Regions from separate parts of the Mus musculus genome. Here region 2 is linked to region 1. A link is a contact called in public HiCAR-type data. All regions are on one chromosome and are shown on one strand. Each heading gives the region's core, a stretch centred on a gene start, on an enhancer-like site or on the middle of the called end of the contact. The rest is flanking DNA. Distances are from core to core; before and after follow the strand shown.

Region 1 (7,008 bases), core at 3,228-5,727:
CCCTGCTTTTAGCATAGGCTTTATACACTTAATCCCTTTTTCAACAACTGAGGCATCTGTTTCTTGGTCTGATGAGAGCTTGTCCACTTCTCAGCGGAAACACTTATGATTGTGTCTTCTCCCTTAGGCATTTGATGAGTTTCCTTATAGCTATTTGCTACTCACCTCATAAGAGGCTGCACATCAGTGCTGCTGATGGAATTCACATAGAAGGCCATGAGCTAGAGCCTTGCTCAGAAATACAGACGCAAGAGAAGAAAAAAACGACTGAGTACTTTCTGTTCTGTTCTGCTTTGTTTTGTTGAGACAGGGCTTCAATATGTAGCCAAGATTGGACTCACTCCTAATCCTCCTCCCTCCTCCTCCCAAGTCCTGGGTTTGTAGGACTGTGCCACTGCACCAGGCTTAGAAGGCTTTATTGAATTGTTCAAACCGCGTGGTCTGCCACTAGGGATTCAAAAGCTCTGATAGCAGCCCATCTTCTTTTCAAGTCCTGGTAAACCAACTCAGCAGCAGGGGACATTGCCCACATGGGCTGAAGGACTAGGAGCTAGATGGGAAAGATTGTTACTTAGAACCAAGGCCAGATTTAGCAGGCCAGTGAGCCTTTGGAAAGCAATGTGAACTGCATTGGCTTTGGAGTCAGGCCTGGATTCAAATATAAGTCCAAGCGTACATCAGTAGTTGCCTTGTATTTCCCATTGCCTTCTATTTAAAACAGGAACCATCGCCGCATGGACTATTTATTGTAGAAGGCTTTGTGGGTCTCAACTCACAGCTGCTCAATGACTAGTTACAGCAGCTTGTTTTCCATCAGAGGTTAACAGCTAAATGATAAATCCTAAGCCATAAAATGTTTCTAGGTAGGCAGTTTCTTATGCTGAATTTCCTGAAATTCTTCAAGTACCAACTTATCAGATCTTTGAGAGTTGATTTGATTTCTGAGGAGAATCTTTAATAAAATTAAACTGTTTTCTTAACTGATGGCCACAGAGAGAGTCACCGATCCTTGCATGGTACACAGAATCCCAAGGAAAGACTCAAGTATTTTGATAACATCACACAAACTGATTTAAACACTGTAGGCAGTGAGGTAATGGAAATTGAATCACACTTAAAAGCACATATAACCTCAAGAAAAATATAAAACGTGTAATACAGTGTGACATATAAATAATAAATGTGGCAACAATGATCACTTCAAGATTTACCATTGTCTCATATCCACATTTCACGAATACACAGGGGTGTGTGTGTGAGAGTGCACACACACGTGCAAACACACATACGCACACACACACCTGGGCCCTTGTGAGGTGTTGTTTTGGCCTTTGATTTGGTGAACTATTAGAAAAGAACTTTCTCACAGCAGTATGATTGAGGTTGGCACTGAGCTTCAAAGCCTTCTTAGGCACAGGGTCAGCTGGGAGGAGTGGGAAGGCTGTGTAAGTTTGCAGGAAGAAAGTTGGATGCTATTTTCATACTCAAAGAGCTCTTCACAAAGAAGCATTCTTAGGTGTCTTGCTTGCTTGGACTACAGAACATGTTCAAGAATCAACATGTGTGGCTGGTGAGAAGTCTCAGCAGTTAAGAGCACAGACTGTTCTCGCAGAGACTCCAGTTCTACGGCAGCTCACAACTGTCTGTAACTCTAATCTCAGGGGATCTGACTCTCTTCTAGGTACCAGACTTATGTCTAGATGCACAGAAATACATACAGGCAAAACATCTATACACATAAAACAAGTATTTTTAAAGGATCAACATGTATTACAATTTCCTGTATTGTAAATCTTTCCATTTCAAAACCCAGGTCTGGGTCTGAAAAACGTGTGTCTTTCACCTACTCACAGACAGGTATCTGGAGCTCTCTGTCAAATCTGAATAAAATCCTGGCACATGTAAGAAAAGTCCATGACTGCAGAGACCATTTTAGCCTGAATATCCTCAAGCCCCATCGGCAGAGGGCGCCAGATTCTCTGCAGTAGCCTTCTATCCAACTCCTTTCCATTCATATCGATCAAAACCAACCTCCAATCTCCAGAGAAAAGTCACCACTGGCTTGGAATCCGGCTTCTGGATGTGAGGAGGGAGGGGAGAGGGGTATACCAAGAAGACTGGCTGTGTGCAATGCTGGGGAACCTGAGGATTGTCTCCCATCCTCAGCCCATTGTGCATCCATCAGGGTAGCCCGACACTGGTGCAGTCTCTAAGACAAACTCTTGACCATCCATGGAGAGGAGAGGAGGGTCAGGCCTGGATCTGACAATCACAGTATGGTGCCAGACCTTTCTCCTCTGGTGTCAGCTTCTTTCTTAGACCAAAGGTTAAGAGTAGATGACTCCTCATAAAGATGATCCAGTGTGACCTCGAATAGAGCAGAATTAGCTTACACTTGGGGCTAGGGAGATAGTCCAGTGGCTAAAGTGCTTGCTGTGCAAATAGGACACTAGAATTGAGATCCTGAGCACCCATGTAAAACCCCAGGTGTCACAGTGTGCCTGTACCTCAGTGCTGGGAAGAGGAAGTCAGAAGCCCAGGGGCTTGCTGGCAAGTCAGTCTAGCCACATTCACCAGCCCCAGGTTCAGTGAAAGACCCTTTGTCACAATAGGAGGAGAGTAATAGAATAAAACATCTGACATGGACTTTTGGCCTCCACCTGCAGTCACGGGCACACACCCACACACACAGGCATGTACACACACATACTCTCCAACACACACTCACATAAAGAAAGTAATATGCTTGTGTCTGGAGTTCCATTATGACGGAAGCCAGAGACTAACATTTTCTTCTCTGCCCTGCTAACTAGGATGGATAGCTACAAATTTCTTCTCTCCCAGAGCCCATCAAGGCCTAACACTTGTCACTCAGGATTGGGCTAGAGATCACTTAAAATAATAGCAACATCGGTTGACTGAACTGAGAAAGATAAAAGCAAGCAAATAACATTGCATTTAATCATAATTATTTAGCACAGTGTGCTTGAAATGTATGTGAATGCATGCTCCATTTAGATATAATCAACTTTGTACACTGCAATAGTTGCTTATCAAACAAATCAATTTAATATTCATATTCTGTTTGTCTGGTGCCATTAATCACACTAAATGAAAAAATTGATATGTTTGAGGCACAATATTTTCAGGTCAAAGTTACCTTAGCTGATTTGCACAGAACTAAACTAAAATGCTGGATTCACTTAAAGCTGAGCTAGGTCTGGAGGGACTTCTTAGATCCTTTGCTCTCTGAGTTAATTTTTTACTGAAATGGACCTCCAAAAGGCCCTGTTTATGTTAGCCTATAGGCTTCAGGCTTTTCTTTAGGAGTGGGGAGAGAGGAAAGTGCTGAAGTGTGTGTGTGTGTGTGTGTGTGTGTGTGTGTGCCCTTGGGTAGCATCTTCAACTGCTCTGGACCTAATTTACTTGAGTCAGGGTCCTTCATGAAACCTGAAGGTTGCCCCTTTGGCTGTGGGTTCTCAGGAATCCACTCATCTCTGCATCCCCGCCCCCCCCTCCCCCCAATCCTAAGGCTGGGCTCAGCCTAAGCATCTGCATCTGTAAAGCAAGGAACTGAGAGAGTTCTGCTGAGGTCCCTTGGGGCATGAATTTTGCATTGACAATCCATTGTAGGACAGGATGGAATAATGGTTCTTTTGTCATTCTCTTGGGGCGGTTACTGACGATGGGAATCACACAGACAGATGCAGGCATCTCATGGAATGAGGTCTAACTGAATAATGGCTATGTTTTGAGGCGCTTGTTTCCTTAAAGGGTAAGAATATGATCTTTCTTGATGTTTTGTTTTGAGAAACAAGCGTTTCGATATTTGGGTACTCGGGGATAGAAAAGTGCAATACTGGACGCATTTTTAAATTTAGAAGTGCTTGGTGCACTTCCGAGTGCACTGGGGCAAAGTACTTAGGTCTGGTGGTGTCTTAGGGTAGAGCTGCGAGGCGTGGCGTTGGGATCAAAACAGGTTTGACTGCTAAACTGGCACTGGAGCAGCGCAGCCTTCAGGGGAGGGCCCCGGGGCAGGTGACAGGAGATCACCTGCGGGGCTGGCGCCACGCTGCAGCACCGGACGAGCCGCGCCTGCTCCCACGTGGACAGAGATCAGGTGATGTCTCAGTCCAGGTGGCTCTGGGGATGTGGGGCAGGAGAGGGAGATACAAGCTCACTTAGCTTTCATACTTGGTGGTCTGGATCTTGCTGGGGAGGTGGAGCCGTGTGTGAATAGGTTGCCGGGTGGGAGTGCGAGCTGTGGCCCAGCACTTCGGATCCCTTTGGTTGTGCTTGGAACCCAATGCTGTTGGGCAGGGGTAGCCCCTGGCGGTGCCAACACTGAGGGTTGTGCTCCGTAGCCGCGGGTCCCTTGGCTCCACTTTCAGGGAGCGAGCCGCGAACTCGTGAGCAGTTCTGGGAGGAGGGGGGTGGATTAGGAGGGGTGCAGGGGGAGGAGCCGGGACCACTGCCGAAGGACGTCCGCCCTACTCCAGGGGAGACGTTGTCTCTGCTGCCCGGCCATGCCGCACCTTTTCAGGCTTCGGCTCCCTTCCTGAGGCCCCGCCCTGGGGGGCAGCACCCACCCTGGGAGCCCGGGCTGCGGCCAGGGGCATGAGAACAGCCAAGCGCCCGCGCCTCCTCGGCCGAGGCCGCGCAGACTTGCGATGGCGGTGCAGCTGGCCCGCTGCAGTGTAGGGTAAGTGAACATCTGGAAGGTGGGTGTCCTGCTCCGATGCTGTGACCTTTTGACTTTCCAACCCAGGAAAGCCGGAGTTGCAGTAGTTAATTTTATCTAACATTTCACAGCCAGCTGTCCTGGACACAACCTCACATCCTAGGTTCCTTAATTGAGCCTTTAGCTCCATCTTCTGATCTTGTTCCGAGCCCACAAACTAAAGTATTTCATTGCTCATTGCAAGATGCAGGTTCATCCTCCTCCCCACCTGAAGAATGAATGGAGGTTTTCCGGTAAGGACACTACATGCACAAGTCAAGCTGTCAGGCTTGTGCTGAGTGGCACATGATTAGCAGAGTGTCTGTACTCTTGGAAGCTGTGGGAGGCTGAATCCTGAGGGGAAATGATGCAAATGAAAGAGAAATGAAAGAATAGACAGTGGGAGCCCAGCTACCAGAGAAAGCTCCAGACGCAGTCCAGTCGTTTCTCTTCTATTGCTGTTTTGACCCCTCCCCCATCTTTTACTGAAGGTAACAAAACAACATAAACTAGTGGGTAAACTGTCCACCTCTTTTTAAAGATCCGTCACTGCCCGTATATATGAGATGGAGATTTTTGGCAAAATTTCAGGGGGATAATATAGCTAAGCACGAGTCAAGAAAATCCGTTTTTCCTTTGAAAGGGGTTTTATTTCCTGACACAGCTATCTTGTATGTATGGATGGGAAATGGTATTAAGTATAGCAGAAAGGTTCTGGGAAAAATAGTAACTTCATATTTACTCTTTTCTTTCTTTTTTTCTTTTTGCTGTGTAAGAAAAATAACTGTAGGTACATTATGAGATAATAAGGGTACTTTAAACTGTGGTCTGCCCTCAGGCAATTTCAGTATGCTGTCCACACAGCACTGCTGCCAGAAGCCAGGTTCTGATTGGCCACTTCAGTGTGAGGAACTCAGTGTTTGGAGTTATATCCTGCTCCTGTCAGAAAAGCCGTGTTTACACTGAGCTGACTTCTGCTTGTGTCTCCTCAGTCCTGCCCCAGCCAACAACCTTTCAACTTCCAAGATTACATTCAGGATGTCTACTTCTCTTTGAAAAGAAAGTCTAAAACTTTAAATTTGGAGCTCACTCCCTAAAAAAAAGTAAAGAAAAGAAAAAGAAAGAAAGCAGAGAAGACAGTAGAGAAAGGAAAGATGTGTGGTGATAGAGTTTCTGTCTGCTTTAGCTGGCTGCTGTAAGGATGAAACTGTTAACCCACACAGTGCATACAGGTGCTCGGGAGACAGAATGTTTTACTTTTCTTTAATGAGTAACCAAACTCGAGTTAAACACATCAGCTTATCCTGAAACCATCAAGCAAATACTCTGAGCTTGACTAAAAACTCATACGTCCCTGTTGTTGTCAAGCTGACTTTCTTCCTCTTTAATCTGTGCAGCTTGGTGGTTTTGAGGGGGAACGCTTTCTCTCTTGGTTTATATTACTTTAAACCTCTAACTTCCACTTTAATGCATCCATCCCAGCTTTGATTCTGACATTCATTGTGTCAATTCTACACATCTGAGGAATTTGCTTGAAGTTCAAGTCAATGCAATGCACAGGGCAGGCTTTTATGTTGAAGGTTGCACAGTTAGAAGCCGGTGGCACAGCAGAGATGGTTCCAGGATTTTGAAGTCTGGTACTTATTATTCCTTTTCCAAAAATGAGGTTAATGCCATCCACTTTCAGGGTGAGTGCTGAAATTCAAAGTACTGAAAAAGCCAATCACAAGAGTGGCCGGAGATCTAGTTGGTCTCTAGCAGATATTGCTCGAATTAGTGAGCCGGATAAATTCTACACTTACACTGTTCTAGTTCATAGACTGGACTTTTTGAAAAGGTTTCATGAAAGGGAAGTTTAATCAAGTGCCTTGCTAAAAACAAACAGACTCTTAAGTTTTACCTGTGATTGACCAGAGTAACCAATCACTTCCAATTCTAGAAATACAGACCACTACCCCTGCCCAAGTGTTGCCTGCTCAAGTCTTTAATTTTACCAGAGATTGATATCAAACTGGTCTATAAAGCTTAGGAATTCTAATTCACTTTCTCCTGTTGGTTTTTTTTTTGGGGGGGGGGGTTGGGGTTGGGGTTTTTTTTTTTTTTTTTTTTGATTTTTCGAGACAGGGTTTCTCTGTGTAGCCCTGGCTGTCCTGGAACTCACTTTGTAGACCAGGCTGGCCTCGAACTCAGAAATCCGCCTGCCTCTGCCTCCCAAGTGCTGGGATTAAAGGCATGCGCCACCACGGCTTCCTCCAGGATTTTGTATTAGAGACTAACATTGGGCAAAG
Region 2 (7,195 bases), core at 1,505-4,004, 1.3 Mb before region 1:
AGGGGTGCTGTTTACTGGCTTGTTCATCATGGCTTGCTCATCCTGGTTATAGAGCCCAGGATGACTAAGCAGGACAGTCCCACCCACCATGGGCTGGGCCCTTCCACATTAACCATGAATTAAGAAAATGATGGACAGGCTTACCTACTGCCTGATCTTATGGAGGCATTTTTTTCAATTGAGGTTCCCTCCTCTCAGATGACTATAGTGTCAAGTAGACAAAAACAAAACAAAACCAAGCTAGAACATCTATGAATATAAACACAAAAGTGTAATATACATATGTATATACATATATATGTCTATACACACACACATACACACACACACACACAAATTTAAATGACCATCACAATTGTAGGCATCTCAAGAAATAGTATATTGTCTGGGTGACAAATAGATGACTGAGCAGTTAAGAGCACTGGGTGCCCCTCTGGAGGACCTGAGTCCAGTTCCCAGGACTGATGGTGATAGGCCCAGGTTTAACTTCATGCTTGCACTATTTGCTGAAGATGAAGATGTTGCTTTTCACCAGCATTTGCTTTTAGCATCTTTGTAAAATACTAAGCGCCTGAAATGCTGTGTACTCATGTTTGGTTCCTCTGTGTCAGTTTTTATACCAGTACCATACATGTTGTTTTTATTACCACAGCTATGTGATGAATCTTAACATCTGGAACTGTTACCCTCCAGCAATGTTCTCTTTTGCTTAGGATTGTTTGGGTTCTCTGGGATCATTTGTGAGTCCATATGAGTTTTAGAATAGTTTTTTTTTTTTCTTCTATTTCTCTGAAGAGTGAGATGAGGGTTTTGGTTGGGATTTCATTGAATCTGTAAATCGCTTTCTGAAAAATGGTCATTTATGTGGAAAAAAAAATGCCACAAAATGGCCCAGTTTGGTGGTTTCATGATGCCATAGCTTATGCAGGCCAAATTGGTAAGCTCCAGGCTTAGTGAGAGGTCCTATCTCAAAATAATGTAAGGAGTGTTCAGGAAAGACCTGCATGTAGACGCAAACAAATAGACACAAAGACATATACACCTATGCATACGAGTGCACACACACACACACAGAGGGGAAGAGAAAGGAAGAAAAGGGAAGAGGGAAAAAAATGGGGGGGGGGGGAGGTCAGGGGAGGGAAAGGGAGAATGAGAAAGCTATGCTTCTGAGTCAAAAAGTAAAGACAGAAGACAAGCCTGTCCACGGGAGTGCACGAGGAGTTACCCAGGTCGCTGGAGTAAGGCCTCTCCAGAGACCAGTGTTAAGGGCAAATTTTTGGCTGGTGTCAGAACCAGAAAAAGGGAGAAAGGAGGCAGCAAAAGAAAAAAGCTGCCTTTCTGGGATCTCAAAAAACACACAAGCTTACCAGGAAGGGTCTGCTAAGGAAGGAATACATAAATGCATCTCATTACGGTTTATTTATTTACTTATTTTAGGTTTGAGGCAGGGTCTTGTGTAGCTCAAGCTTCCCTCAAACTCGATGTGAGGATGACTTTAAACTTCTCCTCAGGTCTCTACCTCCCAAGGCTAGAATTACAGGCACACACTACCAAATGGTCTTGGCAGGCACTCCGCTGTGCAATAACCCAGGTTCCTCCCATCTTAGGTCTTGTATGTTCCTTTCTACCTTCTGGCTTCAGTTCTCTCTCTTCAGATGACAAAATAGAATTTAGTCCTATGCAGGTGAAGTGCCTGCTTGTCTTCATCAAACCATGGACCAAGTCGTGTGCAAAAGGGGTTATTGGCATTAATCGTACTATGGCATTTGTAGCATAGACTGAGAGACACCACATTTGTATTCATGTCTCTAAAGGGTTTCTAGATATCTGCTGTCAGCATCAGAATGGATCTTACTGTCGCGGAGCATGCAATTTCTGTCGGAGGAAGGAAACGGGTGTGTGTTATGTCCCAAATGGTGCCTGGAAAGCAGCTAGTTTAAAATAGCCCTTTATTTGTCCCTGTGTATAATTCCCTAGCACGGGGGAAGTCCACAAACCAACCAACCAACCAACCAACAAAACCCCAAGAATCTGTGTTTGACCCACGTTGATTCACGTAGGGTTACAATCCTTTTGTTGGTGTTGTTGAGCCTAGCATAGTATCTTGGCTGTTGTGGGTGCCAAACACGACAATACTTAACAAACATCTATCTCCGCTCAAGCAAGAAACAGTGTACAAATACAAATGGAGACGCCTCACGTCCAGGAAGCAAACCAGGGAGGATAACAAGTGGCAGAAAACCATGCCTTAATGTTGAAAAAGCCTTCGCCAGGAACCTTCAACTAACTGTATACCTAAATGGGGAACAGCAACTAAAGTAGAGGTCTCAGCGGCTGGCCACCCTTCTGCAGCTGTGGTCCAACCAAGGCCAACTTAACCTGGCTTGTTTTCACAGCCAGGCAGGGTGCTGAAGCAAGGTAAACCGAGGCTCTAGAGGTCTCCAGGGCCGGACTGGACTCGGGCTGGGAGGGAAAGGAACCTTGTTCTGAGGCGTGGTCTCTCCCCCTAAGCCGCCCACCTCAGTTTCCTGTGTGGGCCCGGCAGCCTCACCCCTGATTCATCCAACAGCCCGTAGCTCGGTCCTCCAGGCAGCAAGTTTGTTTCCATGGAACTAAAACAGCTCTTTAAACCAACCCGCTCGCCAGCAGGGTTGCTCCGGCACGCAGGCGCACCCGAGGTGAGGCATGCCGGGAAGTGTAGTTTTCCCGGCCCAGCAGGGCCCTCCACTTGGGGAGGGACCCTGGCCGGAATCCCTCAGTGCTCCGGGAAACGCGAGACCACGTGACCCGGATGACGCCAAACTCCATTGTGTTTCCAGCAGAGCACGCTGGGAAACGTAGTTGCTGCCCTCTCCTCGATTGGGTCGGCTTTGCCCTAATTACTAGGCGCACCCTGCAGGAAGCAAGAAGAGGCCAAGATCAGATGTTTTCAGTTGTTGGAGAACCAGAGGACCAAATAACGTATGAACTATGAGAAACTAACAAATATTTTGTTAATGAACACAAGAATGTAAAAAAAATCAGCTCGTTCTTGTCAAAAGAATCCACTCGGTCCTCTTTCATAACGATCAGGTAGAGAGTAAGCCACGCAGACGCTACTCTCTAGTCTTCTGTCTCTTCAGCGTAGATTTTGATTCCTTGTTGACAGGTAAACGAAGCCGGTGGAAAGGGAGGAAGGAAGGGAAAGAAGGGAAAAGCCGGGGAAGGAGAAAAAAGGTGTCATGTTTTTCAGTTTTGCCTTAAAAGTGTTTACACTTCGTGAAAACCCTCCTATAGTTAAGAACGTGGTATTCAACTTCACCTGAGTTTCAGGACACAGGACCAAATGATTGGTACCCCACACAGGGCAATCAAAGCTCTTCCTTCTGGCTGAGGGAATAAACCTGATAAACCTAGTCTGAGAGTTGAGTCTGAGAGTTGTCACTTCGCAGGTGTCTTGACAGAAATGCTATTCTGATTCTTTTGGTGACTGGGGCCTCCTGAGCAGGGGGGAGGATACCTGCCCATTGAGCCACAGCTGTTAAGACATTCATAAGACTGTGAATGACCCATGAAAAGAAATGCCTTTGTTCAAAAACAACTTTAAACATAAAAATGAAAACGCATTAGTGCAAAAAAAAAAAAAAAAAAAAAAAAAGCTGGTAATTTTCAGTGTATATATGATTTCACTTCCATTCAACAAGATTTTTCTGTAGAACAGATGAAGGACACATGTATGCACTCCCCAGAAAAGCCTCAGGCTTTGGTGAGATGAGAAAATTCACAAGCTCACGTCTCCCGATTAGGCAGTAGTCAGAGAGTTAAACTGAATTAAGTCGGTGCCTTTCACTTCTTGTGTCCATCACCTGGCAAGTAAGAATTTAGGTCAAACAATTGCAAAGTTGGAGAAATGGATTTAAAATTTTCAATATTGATAATAAATTTATCAGCTAGAGATTCGGTTTCTCTTTAATTGAAAATTCATCACATTCAACATCTAATTTTGTGGTTGGTTTGGGTGGATATTTTTGTTTATTTGTTTGTTGGGTTTTTACTTTTTGAGAGTCATGTTAATATAGTCTAGGTTGGCCTTGAACTCAAGAAAATTCTCCTGTTTCAACCTCCTGAATGATAGTTTCAAACATATATTGCCATACTCTGCTTCTAATGTTGTCTTTGAAGAGACTAGACACACTTTATTTTTTTTGATCTCCCTCCAAATTTTCAACTAATTTTAAAATGTTGACTTGTGCTCGCTTCGGCAGCACATATACTAAAATTGGAACGATACAGAGAAGATTAGCATGGCCCCTGCGCAAGGATGACACGCAAATTCGTGAAGCGTTCCATATTTTTAATAATCAGAACAACAAATGCACTAAATAAAGATAGAATACTAAAAGCAGTAAGGGGAAAAGGTCAAGTAACATATAAAGGCAAGCCTATCAGAATTACACCAGATTTTTCACCAGAGACTATGAAAGCCAGAAGAGCCTGGGCAGATGTTATACAGACACTAAGAGAACACAAATTCCAGCCCAGGCTACTATACTCAGCCAAACTCTCAATTACCATAGATGGAGAAACCAAAGTATTCCACAACAAAACCAAATTCACACATTATCTCTCCACGAATCCAGCCCTTCAAAGGATAATAACAGAAAAAAACCAATACAAGAACGGGAACAACGCCCTAGAAAAAACAAGGTGGAAGGTAATTCCTCAACAAACCTAAAAGAAGACAGCCACAAGAACAGAATGCCAACTTTAACAACAAAAATAACAGGAAGAAACAATTACTTTTCCTTAATATCTCTTAACATCAATGGTCTCAACTCCCCAATAAAAAGACATAGACTAACAAACTGGCTACACAAACAAGACCCAACATTTTGCTGCTTACAGGAGACACATCTCAGAGAAAAAGATAGACACTACCTCAGAATAAAAGGCTGGAAAACAATTTTCCAAGCAAATAGTATGAAGAAACAAGCTGGAGTAGCCATCCTAATATCTGATAAGATTGACTTCCAACCCAAAGTCATCAAAAAAGACAAAAAGGGGCACTTCGTTCTCATCAAAGGTAAAATCCTCCAAGAGCAACTCTCAATTCTGAATATCTATGCTCCAAATACAAGGGCAGCCACATTCATTAAAGAAACTTTAGTAAAGCTCAAAGCACACATTGCACCTCACACAATAATAGTGGGAGACTTCAACACACCACTTTCACCAATGGACAGATCATGGAAACAGAAACTAAACAGGGACACACTGAAACTAACAGAAGTGATGAAACAAATAGATCTGACAGATATCTACAGAACATTTTATCCTAAAACAAAAGGATATACCTTCTTCTCAGCACCTCATGGTACCTTCTCCAAAATTGACCACATAATAGGTCACAAAACAGGCCTCAACAGATTCAAAAACATTGAAATTGTCCCATGTATCCTATCAGACCACCATGCACTAAGGCTGATCTTCAATAACAAAAAAAATAACAGAAAGCCTACACTCACGTGGAAACTGAACAACACTCTTCTCAATGATACCTTGGTCAAGGAAGGAATAAAGAAAGAAATTAAAGACTTTTTAGAGTTTAATGAAAATGAAGCCACAACGTACCCAAACCTTTGGGACACAATGAAAGCATTTCTAAGAGGGAAACTCATAGCTCTGAGTGCCTCCAAGAAAAAACGGGAGAGAGCACATACTAGCAGCTTGACAACACATCTAAAAGCTCTAGAAAAAAAGGAAGCAAATTCACCCAAGAGGAGTAGACGGCAGGAAATAATCAAACTCAGGGGTGAAATCAACCAAGTGGAAACAAGAAGAACTATTCAAAGAATTAACCAAACGAGGAGTTGGTTCTTTGAGAAAATCAACAAGATAGATAAACCCTTAGCTAGACTCACTAGAGGGCACAGGGACAAAATCCTAATTAACAAAACCAGAACTGAAAAGGGAGACATAACAACAGATCCTGAAGAAATCCAAAACACCATCAGATCCTTCTACAAAAGGCTATACTCAACAAAACTGGAAAACCTGGACGAAATGGACAAATTTCTGGACAGATACCAGGTACCAAAGTTGAATCAGGATCAAGTTGACCTTTTAAACAGTCCCATATCCCCTAAAGAAATAGAAGCAGTTATAAATAGTCTCCCAGCCAAAAAAAGCCCAGGACCAGATGGGTTTAGTGCAGAGTTCTATCAGACCTTCAAAGAAGATCTAATTCCAGTTCTGCACAAACTTTTTCACAAGATAGAAGTAGAAGGTACTCTACCCAACTCATTTTATGAAGCCACTATTACTCTGATACCTAAACCACAGAAAGATCCAACAAAGATAGAGAACTTCAGACCAATTTCTCTTATGAATATCCTCAATAAAATTCTCGCTAACCGAATCCAAGAACACATTAAAGCAATCATCCATCCTGACCAAGTAGGTTTTATTCCAGGGATGCAGGGATGGTTTAATATACGAAAATCCATCAATGTAATCCATTATATAAACAAACTCAAAGACAAAAACCACATGATCATCTCGTTAGATGCAGAAAAAGCATTTGACAAGATCCAACACCCATTCATGATAAAAGTTCTGGAAAGATCAGGAATTCAAGGCCCATACCTAAACACGATAAAAGCAATCTACAGCAAACCAGTAGCCAACATCAAAGTAAATGGAGAGACGCTGGAAGCAATCCCACTAAAATCAGGGACTAGACAAGGCTGCCCACTTTCTCCCTACCTTTCCAACATAGTACTTGAAGTATTAGCCAGAGCAATTCGACAACAAAAGGAGATCAAGGGGATACAAATGGGAAAAGAGGAAGTCAAAATATCACTTTTTGCAGATGATATGATAGTATATATAAGTGACCCTAAAAATTCCACCAGAGAACTCCTAAACCTGATAAACAGCTTCGGTGAAGTAGCTGGATATAAAATTAACTCAAACAAGTCAATGGCCTTTCTCTACACAAAGAATAAACAGGCTGAGAAAGAAATTAGGGAAACAACACCCTTCTCAATAGTCACAAATAATATAAAATATCTTGGCGTGACTCTAACTAAGGAAGTGAAAGATCTGTATGATAAAAACTTCAAGTCTCTGAAGAAAGAAATTAAAGAAGATCTCAGAAGATGGAAAGATCTCCCATGCTCATGGATTGGCAGGATCAACATTGTAAAAATGGCTA

What was found. HiCAR-type assays count read pairs that join an accessible place to other places.
Region 2: a contact with region 1 is called in a HiCAR-type map of astrocytes, with 2.5 times the contacts expected there. The contact joins the promoter of Ccdc150 here to the promoter of 1700019D03Rik in region 1. A contact is called at or near these places in 1 of 39 promoter capture datasets (cranial neural crest), 1 of 115 datasets of contacts at active chromatin or transcription factors (astrocytes) and 1 of 9 other capture datasets (liver).

The regions. Positions count from the first base shown.
Region 1 is chr1:52,950,309-52,957,316 of GRCm38.p6, reverse strand. 1700019D03Rik (RIKEN cDNA 1700019D03 gene) reads left to right here and starts at 4,477. Exons shown (of 2, transcript NM_144953.3): 1 at 4,477-4,702.
Region 2 is chr1:54,246,242-54,253,436 of GRCm38.p6, reverse strand. Ccdc150 (coiled-coil domain containing 150) reads right to left here and starts at 2,754. Exons shown (of 28, transcript NM_030025.2): 1 at 2,552-2,754. The coding sequence starts at 2,608. It overlaps Gm51622 (a long non-coding RNA gene), which reads left to right and starts at 2,824. Exons shown (of 3, transcript XR_003947818.1): 1 at 2,824-3,148. It overlaps Gm25829 (a small nuclear RNA gene), which reads left to right and starts at 4,229; the gene lies at 4,229-4,335.